2 separate regions of the Gossypium arboreum genome follow, and region 1 is linked to region 2. The links are chromatin contacts, called in public Hi-C maps. All regions are on one chromosome and are shown on one strand. Each heading gives the region's core, a stretch centred on a gene start, on an enhancer-like site or on the middle of the called end of the contact. The rest is flanking DNA. Distances are from core to core; before and after follow the strand shown. Region 1 holds the start of LOC108461388 (BTB/POZ domain-containing protein At5g60050). Region 2 holds the start of LOC108461603 (mitogen-activated protein kinase 3).

Evidence for each region. A called contact is a pair of places that touch in the nucleus more often than the background predicts.
Region 1: a contact with region 2 is called in a Hi-C map of leaf, with 3 times the contacts expected there. The contact joins the promoter of LOC108461388 here to the promoter of LOC108461603 in region 2. A contact is called at or near these places in 4 of 5 Hi-C or Micro-C datasets (all in leaf).

The regions. Positions count from the first base shown.
Region 1 is chr1:6,565,314-6,572,516 of ASM2569848v2, forward strand. LOC108461388 (BTB/POZ domain-containing protein At5g60050) reads left to right here and starts at 4,500. Exons shown (of 2, transcript XM_017761227.2): 1 at 4,500-5,473; 2 at 6,226-7,203. The coding sequence starts at 4,889. The coding sequence ends at 7,179. It overlaps LOC108464175 (phototropin-1), which reads left to right. Exons shown (of 24, transcript XM_017764321.2): 16 at 122-202; 17 at 387-490; 18 at 651-700; 19 at 792-898; 20 at 999-1,121; 21 at 1,218-1,269; 22 at 1,591-1,703; 23 at 2,022-2,162; 24 at 2,740-3,013. The coding sequence ends at 2,847.
Region 2 is chr1:6,415,921-6,423,189 of ASM2569848v2, forward strand. LOC108461603 (mitogen-activated protein kinase 3) reads right to left here and starts at 2,765. Exons shown (of 6, transcript XM_017761490.2): 1 at 2,512-2,765; 2 at 2,287-2,416; 3 at 1,583-1,720; 4 at 1,071-1,403; 5 at 522-705; 6 at 1-330. The coding sequence starts at 2,684. The coding sequence ends at 161.

The DNA of each region.
Region 1 (7,203 bases), core at 3,250-5,749, 150 kb after region 2:
TGATAGTTTAAATGTTCAATGTTAGCTGTAATTTCCCAAGTTTCAATGCCCTCCATGGTCCAAGTACAATGGACATCCTTCATTTTTGCTTACGTGATGCACTTGCCTTCCATTGCTATAGGTGCATAGAGCTTGTGCAGAAAGAGAAATTCTTGATATGTTGGACCACCCTTTTCTTCCAGCATTATATGCATCATTTCAGGTTAGTCAAATAAATAGTTTGAAATATAATTTATTGATATAAATATTAGATGCTTTTTTCAATATGAAGAAACTTTACTGTCTAATTTCTTGAGCTTTTGCTTTTATAGCTGGTCTTTCATCATTTCTTGACATGATTTCTTTATATGATGACATAAAAATTCTAACTCTCAGATACTTTTCAGACCAAAACACATATTTGTTTGATTACGGATTACTGTCCTGGTGGTGAACTTTTCATGCTTTTGGATAGACAACCAACGAAGGTCATGAAGGAAGATGCAGTAAGGTAATTATCTTTTCACCATAACAAACACTACCTTAACCTTGTTTTGAAAATCTCTGATTGTCTCATAGACTCATATAACATAAACATTTCTGGGGTTTCCAGTTTATTGCCAAGTTTGTGTTGGAATGGAACTAACACTGAAAGTTCTTTATGACTGTAGATTTTATGCTGCAGAGGTGGTTGTTGCATTGGAGTACCTTCACTGTCAAGGTTGGTTAAAACTCAAATATACCAACAAATCTGATAGCATTAATTAAGTGATCGATCAATTCTTACAGTGATTATGTTTCTCTTCTTACAGGGATTATATACAGAGATTTGAAGCCTGAAAATGTTCTACTCCAGGACAATGGGCATGTAGCCTTGACCGATTTTGATTTATCTTGCTTGACGTCTTGCAAACCTCAGGTATCTAATTCTAAGCTTCGGGGTCTTCAAGAACACTGTGTTAACCATGTTTTCGAAGTTATGATAGAAAAATCCGATGAACTTGAGCTGTGTTTTATAGCTGCTGATTCCAGCTACAGATGAAAAGAAGAAACGGCAGAAAAGCCAACAGAATCCGATCTTTATGGCCGAACCAATGCGTGCATCGAACTCTTTTGTGGGAACCGAAGAGTATATTGCTCCGGTTTGTTTCTTGTCATTTCACATCAATATTTATAGTTCTTATGGAGTTGTTTTCTTCCTTATTGAATGCTCATTCTTGAACTGTTGATTATTGCAGGAAATTATCACTGGGGCAGGCCATACCAGTGCAGTAGACTGGTGGGCTCTAGGTAATTTTGTTTTCTTATAAAGCTAGTCACAATCCGAATTTGCATGTTTTTAGAAGGAAGTTTCCTACTCAGATCATGGTTAGAACATACACTAACACGAAAAGTGTAATTAAAACACGAAATACTAATGTATGAATATTTCAAACTTTATCGATATTAGGAACTTAATAAATACCTTAAAGCATGATTATGACATAACAAAACACACCAACACGAAGAAACCATGCCTTCAGTTAATACAAAATTTTGTAGTTTATAATTAAATGAAAATTCTACTTCTCTTTTCAGTTGCTCATATTGATTTTTATTGTTCTATTTCAGGCATTCTTCTATATGAAATGCTGTATGGATATACACCATTCAGGGGAAAGACACGACAGAAGACATTTGCCAATGTTCTTCAAAAAGACCTTAAATTCCCCAAAAGTATACAAGTAAAATCCTGTGTCTTCAAATCTCTCTTTTATTACTCCCTCTTCAAATACAAGTGGACTGACAAAAGATTTATATTCAAGTCTTCAGTTGACATCAGTCTCACTTCAATCTTTGGACAACCCCTACCCCTTACCGTTATATATAATCCAATATATAGGAAAAAAAAGTAATTAATTTTCAGAAATCTGGTGTTTCAGCAAGGGAGATGACTATATATAGAACTCCCACAACTGATGTGCTCTAATTTGGAGTTGAAGCAAGTATTGCTATGGCTAGGGTTAAGTATTTTTTTTTTTTTTTTGGTTGAGTGAAAACAGGTGAGTCTGCATGCAAAGCAGTTAATGTACCGCTTATTGCATAGAGATCCAAAGAACAGATTAGGTGCACGTGAAGGGGCCAATGAAATCAAGCGACATCCATTCTTTAAAGGTGTAAATTGGGCTCTCGTTCGCTGGATGGTAATTTCGTTATCCTTGCATTTAAATGAACTTTTTATAGCATAATCTAACATTATTCGATTCATAAACTTGGGTGAGTTATGTTAGTATGTGCAAGTATAGCTCTGCTAATATTGAAAGATGTTTAAAAGAAGGGTTGCATCACGTAGACTATGAAATAAGTTAAACTCGAGGGTATAATCTAAATATTTGACAATCATGATTTGAATTTATAAATTTAACTTGATTAATTCGAATATGAATTTAATTCAATCTGATTTGACCATTACTCACCAACGACTTAAATTGGTTCAATCTAAACTTAAAAATAACTTGAATAAATAATGTTGTGAACCCGAAATGATTAAACCTTAAATGACACTAACAAGTAACTAAAGACTGACAAACTCAAATGATCTGAATTCAAAACTACCCAAAACCGATCTAAAAACTATAGTACTGCCTGCCCAATTGACACACAGTGTGAAGAATAGCTATCATGTTTATTTCTTGTTTTTGATGTTTAATTGCCCCAATCCACTTTCCATATTATCATTAGATTCTTAACTGTGTTGACATTTGTTGAATGCCCTCCCAGACTCCACCTGAGCTTGAAGTTCCCATCTCTGCAACTGAATTAACTACGAAGGAAGAAGATAAAGCAATGGACCCTCAATTACAGGACTTACAAACTAATATTTTCTGAGAAGCTTGGAATGCTTTATCACTTCACCATTAGAGGCTTCTGGTTTTATAGATGTTGTGTGTTTCTCTCATGCTAGCATTATGTTGTATTCTCCTTTTTCCTTTTTTGGGATTAAAATGTAATTTTCCTGTTGATTGGTAAATAAAAATCAGTTTGTTCCTTTTAATTTCTTTATATCATCAGTACAGGTAAGGAGATTTGGGGGTTATTCTTTAGATTCTTAAAAGCACCATAATTTTCTTTGAGTGTACTGTTTTGAACACATTGTGCCCCCTTCTTTGCCCTACATCCCTGTCCTTCATGTCCCCTTATATCCCTAACAATGATCTTTATTGTGAAAGAGAATCGCAATCAAATCCACCGGGAAACAACGAATTATTTCTTCTACTCAAACAATCCAATGTTTCAATCAAATTTTATGGTTAAATTTCAATGCTTCAACTATTAATTCGGGATTAAATGATTTTACCATTGATCCAATAATAATTATTAAAAATTATAAATCGAATTAACCGTAAATCCATTCCGATTAATTTTAGGTGGAGACTCATCTTTGATTAGATGTCTCAAGTGAAATAATGGCCGACAACCTCATTCACCCTGTTTTGTTTTGTTTTTCGTTTTTCACTTTGACGTGGTATATTAAATGAGGCCATTTAAGAATTACCATGTATGCATGTATATATATAAATATTTTGTCTTAGATTGGATTGGATTATATGTGAAAATTGCAGGAAAAGGAGGATGTTGTAAAGACAAGTGTGCAACCCATTCTCTGCAAAAAGAGAAGAAGCAGCAAGGCAGAGGGGCAATCATACATATGACACAGTGACCTAAATAAAGATGACATAAAGTTTGTAAGGTAAATTCGATATTTAAAAAAGCCATTTGTTACGGTTGGACTGCAACAATACCCTTTCATTGCATAAAACCAAGGTTTGCTTTTATCACTGTATATTTAATTCCATAAAAATCAATCGTGGAAATTAACACAAAATTCAAGTGTCGTAGTTTAGTAATAGTAAAAAGAATAGATAAAAGGCAATGATAGAAGGTAACGAGAAGATTGAAGTTTCAAGAAAGACAAGTGTGATGTCTTGGTTAAGGCAAATGAATGAATGAAGTGAAGGAGGTCCCATTATCAATCACAGAAGTCACGTGTTCACACGTGTACCCAAGTAATCTCCAATCTTCTCTCTCTCTTCATTTTCCTTCCTTTCTTTTTCCCTACATTAGGTTTTATGCAATGGGAAAAAGAAAAGGTCTCCTTTTATCATCCTCAACTTTATATTTTAATACCTTTGTCAGATATTAGTAGGTCAAAATTGATAGTATTTTAGTTGTTATTATTAAAGTGATGATACATAGATTTTATTATTATTAGATCAATTAGGATTATATGAAAATTTAATTAATCATATTTAATCAATAATAAATTTATATTTATTTTAATAAATATATCATCAGTTTAATGGCAACAAGTCATAATAGTTTGAATTTGGATGAAAATAAAAGGCTAAATTATATCAAATTAAAATAGAGGATTAAATTTAAATTTTCAATATAGTATAGGGACTAAAACTATAATTAGACAGAAAAAAGGTTAATTAAGCTTCTGCATTTCCCCTTAATTAGAACACTCTTTTGCCAATGCTTTGCTACTTTACAGTGAGTGGCACACACTCTTAAATCACAGATCCAAAGCTTTCCACTTCTTGGATTCTTTCTCTCTCTCTCTACTTTCCCGAGAAAATTCAACTTCCCAGGAAAATAAAAATCCCTCTTCTTTGCAAGAAACCCCCCCCCCCCCGCCCTTCATTCCCAGGATTGCCTTCTTGGCAAGAAATCAATCGTCTTTTCTTGATTCTAAGAAAACTCAGTTTTTTTTATACACTTTTCAACAAGCTTCTTTTTTCTTTTTAACAATCAATGGTATCAAAATAGTTCCTTTTTTTCTTTCTCCCTTGAATTCAAGAAAAACCCAGTTTTTTTATAATATATTATTTATTGAAAAGTTTTTTTTTCTGGAGGGGTTAATTCAATGGCTTCAAGAGAAGTATCAACAATGATAAAACAAGGGTTTATTTCAGACCCAACACTCTCTTTATCTTTCTCTCCATCAAGAACAACTCTCTCATCAAGACCCTATTCTCCTTCCTCATCTCCTCCTCCTCCTCCTCCTCCTCCAACAACAGAGTCAGCTCGGCCGAGTCACAACAACCCGACGCTCTTCGAGATGATGTCAGAGGAAGCCCTCCGTGGGTCCAAAACCATTGAAGAATCTCGGAAAAAGACCCAACGCCGAGTTGCTAAGTTCCTAACTGAGCTCAAAGCCTATAACTTCAAGAACGGGGGGCTAGGATTAAGTGATGTTAAGCTGACCGTAGTGTCAAGAGATGGTTATAGGGTGGCAATGGATGTGCACAGGAGGGTTTTGTCTGAGAAAAGCAGGTTCTTTGCTGAAAAGTTGAGTCAAAGGAGAGAGAAAGGAGTGTCTCACACAGTGGAAATCAGTGAATGTGATGATGTTGAGGTTTATGTTGAAACTGTTGTTTTGATGTATTGTGATGATCTAAAGAAGAGGTTGATTGGTGAAAATGTTACCAAAGTCTTGGCTTTGCTTAAGGTATATAGTTACTTTTTTTAATCCTAAATTCTAATTAATTTTTTTTCTTTCACTGCAAGTTTTTCTTTTTTTAGTTCATATCTTCATGCAATGTTTAGCCAATTAGGAATTTTGGGGTTTCTTTAATGTGTAAAAAAAATCTATTTAGTTTGATTTTAGTTCATGCAAAATCCTTTGAGCGTTTGCTTGCTGCTTAAGTTTTTTTGAATCTATGGAAAAATTTTATTATAGACAGGTTTAAAATGGATGTCTGTTTTCTTGGCCAAACTTTTCCTTGAAATTGAAGCAAAAGTGAATTGTATAGTACAAAAGAAAAGAAATTTATATATACATACATAGATATATATATCACGTGCCTGACCACTTCTTAACAATGTCTAAGGCATATTTAGGTTCTTTGATCTACCAAATATTAACCACAAAAGGATCTTTGCTTTGGTTGTTATATCTGCAATATATATACACACATATGCGTACATACATAGAGAGAGAGAGTACAAAAGAAAAGCCCTGTAATTTGTATATTTCATGTGTTTGTCATGTGCCGAACCACTTAACTATGGCTAAGGCATGTTTAGGTTCTTTGATGAATCAAATATCAACCACAAGAGGATCTTTTCTTTGGCTATATCTACCACGTTGCTTATATTATTGCCATTTATGATATATATATATATATATACAAGTTTGCATTCGTTCTTATTTGTGTTGAAGTGAAGGCATTTGTAATGTTAGTGTTTGTTGTTTTGTAGGTTTCTGCAGCCATTATGTTTGATGCAGGGATTAGTTCTTGCTTGGAGTATTTGGAAGCTGTTCCGTGGTCTGAGGATGAAGAGGAAAAAGTTGTATCTCATCTCAGCCAACTTGAGCTTGATGGGTCGATGACTGAAGTTCTTCAGAGAGTATCATCTGAACCATCTACTTCTGCAAGATCGGATGGCATCCTCTTGAACCTTCTTAGTGGTGTTCTTCAAGCCAAGGATGATAAAGCTCGTCGAGAAATGAAGACCCTTTTTTCACGGTTACTTAGAGAAGATTCATTTGATGATGACAATCGGTTTGATGTCTCGAAAGACACCCTTTATCATCTCTGTCATAGATGTCTCAGTTCTCTTGTTCTCTGCTTATCTGAAGCTACGGCAATTGACAGTAGTAGGCGAGATCGAGGAGTTTTAATGGCTGAAATAGCTCGAGAAGCTGACAATTTGCAGTGGATCGTTGATATTCTAATAGAAAAGAGAATGGCAAACGACTTTGTGAAATTGTGGGCAGATCAAAGGGAACTTGCAGAGCTTCATTCAAAGATCCCTACCATGTACCGGCACGAAATCAGTAGGATCACCGCTCAACTATGTATTGCAATAGGTAGAGGAAACATCTTGGTAGGTAAAGAAAGCCGGTTCTTGCTGCTGGCGACATGGTTGGAAGCACTTTATGATGATTTTGGGTGGATGAGAAGAGCATCTAAATCGGTAGACAAGAAACTAGTAGAAGATGGATTGAGCCACACAATTCTTACGCTATCTATGAGGCAACAACAGGCTATTTTGCTGAAGTGGTTCGACCGATTTCTGAATAAAGGGGATGATTGTCCCAATATCCAGAGAGCATTTGAAGTTTGGTGGAGAAGGGCTTTCATTAGACAATACACTGATGCGGAGGATAGTTCCCAGTTGCAAATAACCGTCTGCAGCTACCCAAGTTAAACCAAAGCCGAATGGTGTATCCCC
Region 2 (7,269 bases), core at 1,515-4,014:
AGTCACGGGTGCAGACTCAGCGACACCGCTTCGAAGATTATTGCAGAGGCAAAAAGTATCTCTCAATCCGCAATCCACCGGCCTGTATGAGCCACCACAAGGTATTGTAGAAATCATTACTTGAAATGACGGATTTAGAAGATAGAACTATATTTTGTTATTAAGCATAAGTTGGATTTAGAGCCAAGGCCTCCTGGTAAATCATGTCCTTCATCTGTTCTTCTCCCAATGGTTGCTGCTCAAAATCGAAAGAAAATGGTTCGGGGCAGACCGGTTCATCAGATATGTCGTGTAATCTTTCGAGGTAAGGATGTGCCAATGCTTCTTCAACTGTATATAAACCAAGTATAAGAATTGTGTAATTCGTCGCAGCTATAAGATCACATCATACAGGATGGCTTTCAGTTTCATAATGATTATCAAACAGAGAACATTTTCTTCTATAAAAAAGGTCAAATAATTGTATTTAATAAATTACATTTCTGCATTAATAAGAGCCTGATTGTAAATGTAGCACTTACCAGTAATCCTTCTGGTCGGATCAAATGTCAACATTCTGTCAATGAGATCAATGGCCAATGGATGAACATGTGGGAAAACTTCTGCTAGTGATTGGCGCGGATGTGCTGGGAGCTGCCTGATATATCTCCTTGCATCCTCGTTCCGGAGAAATCCAAGATCGGATTCAGTTGGTGTGCCGAGCAGCTATAAATCAAGGCATTGCTAAGTCATTATCCAAAGAAAGAAATAACAAAATCATAACACTATCACTAATCCTCAAATTTAAATCCCATGCCACATTAAAGAATGCAATTTTATACAAGTTAGTGAGGCATCTTCAGCTACAAGTATTTTGTTTTAAGTATAAAAACCAAACTTTAGAAGTGTAGAATGCTGAGCTAATCAAAGGTACTATCAGCATGAAATCCCAATCAGAGAATTAGTTATAACATGTCTCTTGTGTTGGAGATTATTCCATTCCTCATTGATCAATCTTTCCCCTTGTTGCAATTAGTGTAAATCTAGACCATGTTATTAAGAATGGTATTGGTAGCTCCTACTCAACTTACCTCAGTTAATAAACGCATTTGATGTACATGATCTTTGCCTGGAAACAGAGGCTTCCTATTCATGAGCTCCATGAAGATGCAACCAACAGACCAGACATCTATGGCAGCAGTGTAGTCTGAAGAGTTTAGCAATATCTCCGGTGCCCGATACCACCTCGTGACAACATATTCAGTCATAAACTCATTCTCAGCAGTAGGCCGAGCGAGACCGAAGTCGCAAATCTTAAGATCACAATTAGCATTCAGCAAGAGGTTGCTGGGTTTCAAATCTCTATGAATGACATTGGCAGAATGTATGTACTTCAGTCCTCGAAGAATTTGATACAAGAAATACTGCATACCCCACAACAAAATGAAATAAAGTCAACATGCACGCACATATATACACAAACATTATACCTTCCAAAACAAATAAAACTTAGTTGAGATTCTTTACATTTTTCTCCGATGTTCATTGAAAACATTGGGGAAAAAGATGCAAATTAAGAGTTAAGCAATATGAAAAAATATACCTGGCAATGCTCCTCAGATAAACCCTGATTAGAGCGAATGATTTGGTGAAGATCGGTATCCATGAGCTCAGTCGCAATGTAAACATCAGTAAATTCCCTCCTTAAAGGCGGAGGAATCACATCTTTGATTCCAATAACCTGTTCATCATGCACAGATCTTTACTTCAGAATCAATTTAACATTAAACAAAATAGAAATTAAAAGGTCCAACTATGTGCTAAAAAATTGAGATTTAATCAATTTACTTCAAGTTGACATAATTTGACCCTCAACTTATAATTTTTATAATGTTATTAATAAATCCAAACTGAAAACACTGTTAGATTTTCATGAATCTGTTAGCACTATTAACACTACAATCAAACAACAATTATACTCTTAACACTCTTAACAGCAGCTGTTATCAATTTGGACCTTCTAATAATAGTATCAAATTATGTCAAAGTAAATTAAAGAGATTAAATCTCAAATTTCAACATAATGGAGGGACTAAAACTATAAGTAGTTCAAATTGAAATTGCTGTGAGGGAAAGGAATTCTTGAACTTTTTGGCCGAACGTTTTTAAATCTTTGAATTAAGGTTTCCATTTCGTTGTCCAGTAATGATTTATTAGGCTCAAAAACCTTTTAACATTTGTGCTCTTTTACTCTTTGTTATCTTCTGCTAACAAAAATACAATAGAAAAAAAAAGAAAAAAGCTTACGTTTTCGTGATCCAAATGTCGAAGGAGCTTAATCTCACGAAGCGTGCGCTTAGCATCCATGTGATTATCAAAAGCGTTGGCGATTTTCTTTACCGCAACCATCTCATTTGTCTCCGAATTCAACACCGAGCTTCAAAATCCAAATATATGTATAAATCAAACATCAAACAAACAAACAAAAAAGGACTAACAAGGAGCCAAAAAAAAAAAAAGTAAAGAGCTTACCAGACGATGCCGTAGGCTCCACGACCGATCGGCATGATCGGAGGCCGATACTTAGACGTCACCTCGAACAAATTTCCAAAAATATTATACTGAATAAACTGACCTCCATGTGTATGAATCGTCGGAAAATCTCCAAATTGACCGCCGGCGTTTCCCGGAGCAACGTCAGCCATTTCGGTACTTTTTCTTTTTACTGTTTTGCTTATTGACTCCTTTTTTCGCTTCTTTCTCTTTGAGGAAATACAGAGAAGTCCAAAGGCTTTATATACAGAGAAAATAATGGAAAAAAATAACGTAAAGTAAAATTTTGGTCAAATTTTAAAATAAGACATTGTAATATGTACTTTTTAATGATTTAGTCCTTCTACTATAATTTGATCGTCTTTTATTTTACGAAATTTGTTGTTTTCAATAAATCCTGTCAAATCATATATATTACCGTCTAAGATCGAAAGTTGATGTGCACAGCTTATTTAATTAACATGTTTAAAATTTTAAATAAATAAAATTTAAAATCTTTTGATAGTATTTCAAATTTTTTTATTTTTAACATATATTTTTTATGTTTTTACATTTTTTACACGTCTATAAATTCTTCTAATTTTAGTATTAAATTTAAAATAAATTTTATTTAATTAATACATAAAATTAACTCCTACATCAAATGAGAAAGAAACTAGTAATTTAATATGCCTTACATTTTAAAAACATATGGTGATATCACATATATATATATATATATATATATAAAACTTGACATTTTTACACAATTTGATAAATATATATTTTTAAAAGAATTTTTTAAGTGGAATATATAAATATTCATGTCAAATTATTTGATGGAATTAATAAAAAAGTTGGACTAGGGAATTGGAAATATATATAAAATCATACAATAAGGACTAAATCAACTAAGAACACATAGTGCAGGGACCTTTTCTGAATTTGACCTAAAACTGTTTGACAATTCAGTAAACCTTTGCGAGTCAAAAAGAGAGCTTCGTTTCGTCTTAGCTACGAGGAAAGAGGAAGGAAAACGCGCGAGAAAACGAAGGACGCGTTTGATTGACGGCTGAGATTATAGCCGCCTCTAATCTACGGTCAAGATTAGATAACGTTTTGTCAACGGTCTATTTTATAGCTTGATGGATTAAAATTAAAATAATTAGCTTTTTTTTTATTTATAATTATTATTACTTTTAAGAAATCTTATCATATTTAATAATATAATATTTTCACGAATAACACGTTTGTTTTAAAAATGCCCAAATCCCACTTAAATGGATAATATATATTGTTTTTGCTATTTAAATAATGGTTATATAATATATCAAATAATTATTTATATATTTTAATATTATTATTTAAAATCATACAATAATGCAAAATATTATTGTACAATGATTTTTTCATTTGCATGAAAAGTTTATTCGTCCTAAAATTAATTGGTATCTCTTTATAAATAAATTTTTTTTCTATATTTTCGTAGTTTTGAAAATGTCAATGTCTTGAATTTGTGGGAAAAAGGAAAGCATATATAAGTATATAAAATATGATATATTAATATTAAATATTGGTGTTAGTTCAAACATATATTATGATTTTGACCTTTGTTGGAAAACCAGTTCCAACGCGTTTCAATATTATAAAAGCCTCACGTTTTTATAATGACGTAAAAATTGAAAAAGAAAAACCTCAGGTTCGGAGAGTTTACTCCGTCCAACAATTTAGTTACAGACGAGGGAAAGAATTTAGAGGTGTTGGGATATTTAGATTTGGTTAATACTTGAATTGAATTGTTATTAATTAAATTAATTGAAATAATAAAAATTTTAGCCGTTAATTAAATTAAAATTTTAATCAAATAAAAATTTCGGTTAATTCGGACAGTTAATCGAATTAATTGAAAGTTTTATATGATTTTTGTTTGTTGTTGAAATAATTTTGAAACATAAAAGAATATTATTGTAATGTTATTTTTCTTTGTTTTAATTCAAAAAGAAAGAAAAAATAATAAAAAAAAGCAACACTAATTTAAAAGCGTCATAACAAACACTACATTAAAAACAAGAAAGTTTGAGGCTTCAGTGATGAAATGAAAAAAAAAAAAAAAATTAAAGAAGTCAAGAAGAATAGAAGATGGTTTGGTGTCAAGCAGCACCCACCTAGACTTTGTTTTAAGTTTGATCATGGAAAGGAAAAAGAATTAGGGCTTTTTTTTTTTAAATGTAAATCTATTATGATTTTAAGCCCATTATAATAATTTGAATAAATCCAATTAGTTGTAAGTCCATTCATTAACTTTTATATTTTGGGCTTACATAATATATTAGATCTATTTAATATATTGAGCTTATAATAATTAATTATTAATAATTTTTGTTAGTCGATTAATTTGTTTAATTACTTTGTTTCAAACCGAATAGACTATTATTCAAATTTTCAAAACCCTTAAACGATCCCCAACTGAATTAGATTCGGTAGCCGTCCTATTAATCAAAGTAATTCAATTCAATTGGTTAATTTGGTTAAAATTAAATTATGCACGCCCCTAGTTTCGATTGAAATTGTAAAATTGAAATAGTAAAAACTATGATGTTTTGGGTTCAAATGGCATAATATGTATGTTTATTTTTCTAGATCTTATAAAAATTCAAAAATAATAAGTTTTTGATAATTTGACAACTGATATGAGACTTGGTTTATGATAAATACTAACCCAATCAAACAAACTCTTAAATAATAGTATAAAATTAATTATTGGCTTAACTCACAAATTGGCATCTAAACTATACTCTTTTTTTCTATTTTGGTATGTTCTTTTTGTCACAAGTGGCACTTAACTACTTTTTCCTAAGATGGTACCTCCGTTAGTCAAGCTATTAAATCTATTTTTAAAAAAAGCTTAACCCATATTATTTTTTCTTTTACATTATTTCCCTCTCTTTTTCCCCTATTTCCCCCCTCCCTCTCTCTCTCTCTCTCTCTCTCTCTCTCTCTCTCTCTCTCTAATAATGTATGGCACTATCAACGATGCTCGTAATTCATCATTCTAAGGTTGAAATGTTGGCATTTAACTTTTTTATTTGAATTTCATCGACTGCTTGCTCCACCTGACGAGATCAAAAAATTTATTTTATCGATTAGAACCAGTGCTGTCAAAACCATATCGGAACGGTCGGTCGAACCGAGAACCAGATAGGATACCGGTTCGAAATAGGGGTTAAATCAATTGACCCACAAATCGATATAGGTCTGTTGAACCATGCTAAAAAATTGATTTGGTTTTCTCTATCTTTAATTTTTTTAATGTTCTATTCTTTTATGAATTTTTAATAATTTATTTGATCGAACCAGAAGAATTGATCAAATCGAGAATTGATGACCTAATTAGTTCGACCATTAGTCTGATTCTAAAAAAAGAAAGAATAAATAAAGATATGTCATATGAAAATTTTTAATTGGTTATATTATTTAAGTAATAAACAATTTAACTAATGATTGAACTCACAGAGGTATGGGAAAGAAAAGTAGTTTAGGTACCAATCGTAACCAAACAAACGTCTACATACCAAAATGGGGAAAATGCATAGTTTAGATACCAATTTATGTTTTAAGCTTCTTTATTTAAATAAACTTAATGGTTTGACTAACGGAGGTACCAATTTGGGAAAAAAAAGTAGTTTAGGTACCACTTGTGACAAAAAAAAAGTTTAGGTACCAAGATGGGGAAAAAAGTATAGTTTAAGTACCAATATGTGAGTTAAGCCATAATTATTTGGTACAAGCGATAAAAAGTTTTAACTCCATATTTGGGTTAAGATTTTCTCATATATCATTTAGTTTTAAAATAAATAAATAAGACATGTGATAAAATCTCAACATCGCTTATGGAATAAAAACTTTTCCTTACCAATTTATCAAATAATGACTTGTAGTATGTTTATATATACACAGAGGGAGGGAGAGAGACTATTTGAACTTATTTGGTCTTTTGAACCAAGGGCCTTTTAGCTTTTTTTTCCTTTGTATAATGCTATTCATATGAATGAATGTTTCTTTCTCTCCCCCCCTCCCCCTTTTTCTCTATATATTACGTAATAAAAGTAAGGATCTTTTAGTTATTTCCCAATTGAATTAGTGTCTGGTTACCTCGTAACACCAATTCAGTAAAAAGCTAAAATAGAGTATATACTAGACTATATATTATTTTCCTTTTATCTTTGGTTAAATTCTACTATTAATCCTATGAATTGGTCAATTTTAGTCTATTTACTTTTTTGAATTTTGAAATTTTATTCCTAACCCAAATAATAGTAGTTAAATTTGTTTGATTAAATTATGCAAGTAGTCATATACTATGTACAAAGTTACACATTTAGTCCATATTCTTTAATTTGACTATTCTTAGGCCATATTCTTTATTTTAAAATTTTAATTGTGACACAAATGACAATTGTTAAATCCACAAATTGGCTCTTTTGTGAGCAATATGTGAAAATAACAGTATGGCATAATTTTACACATGTGAAAATATGTTTGTTGCATAAGTTTTAAAAATAGTATAACTTAATGAATTTAATAGCTATTGTTTTGAATATTTTATCAGGATTGAAATTTTAAAATTCAAAAAATACAATAACTAAAAGTGACTAAATTAAAGCATATGAAATAGACCCACAACTTATGCATATGTTGACTAAGAGCAAAATTTAACCTTTACCTTTCTAATGAGCCCAAAAAGCAAAAACATGGTGA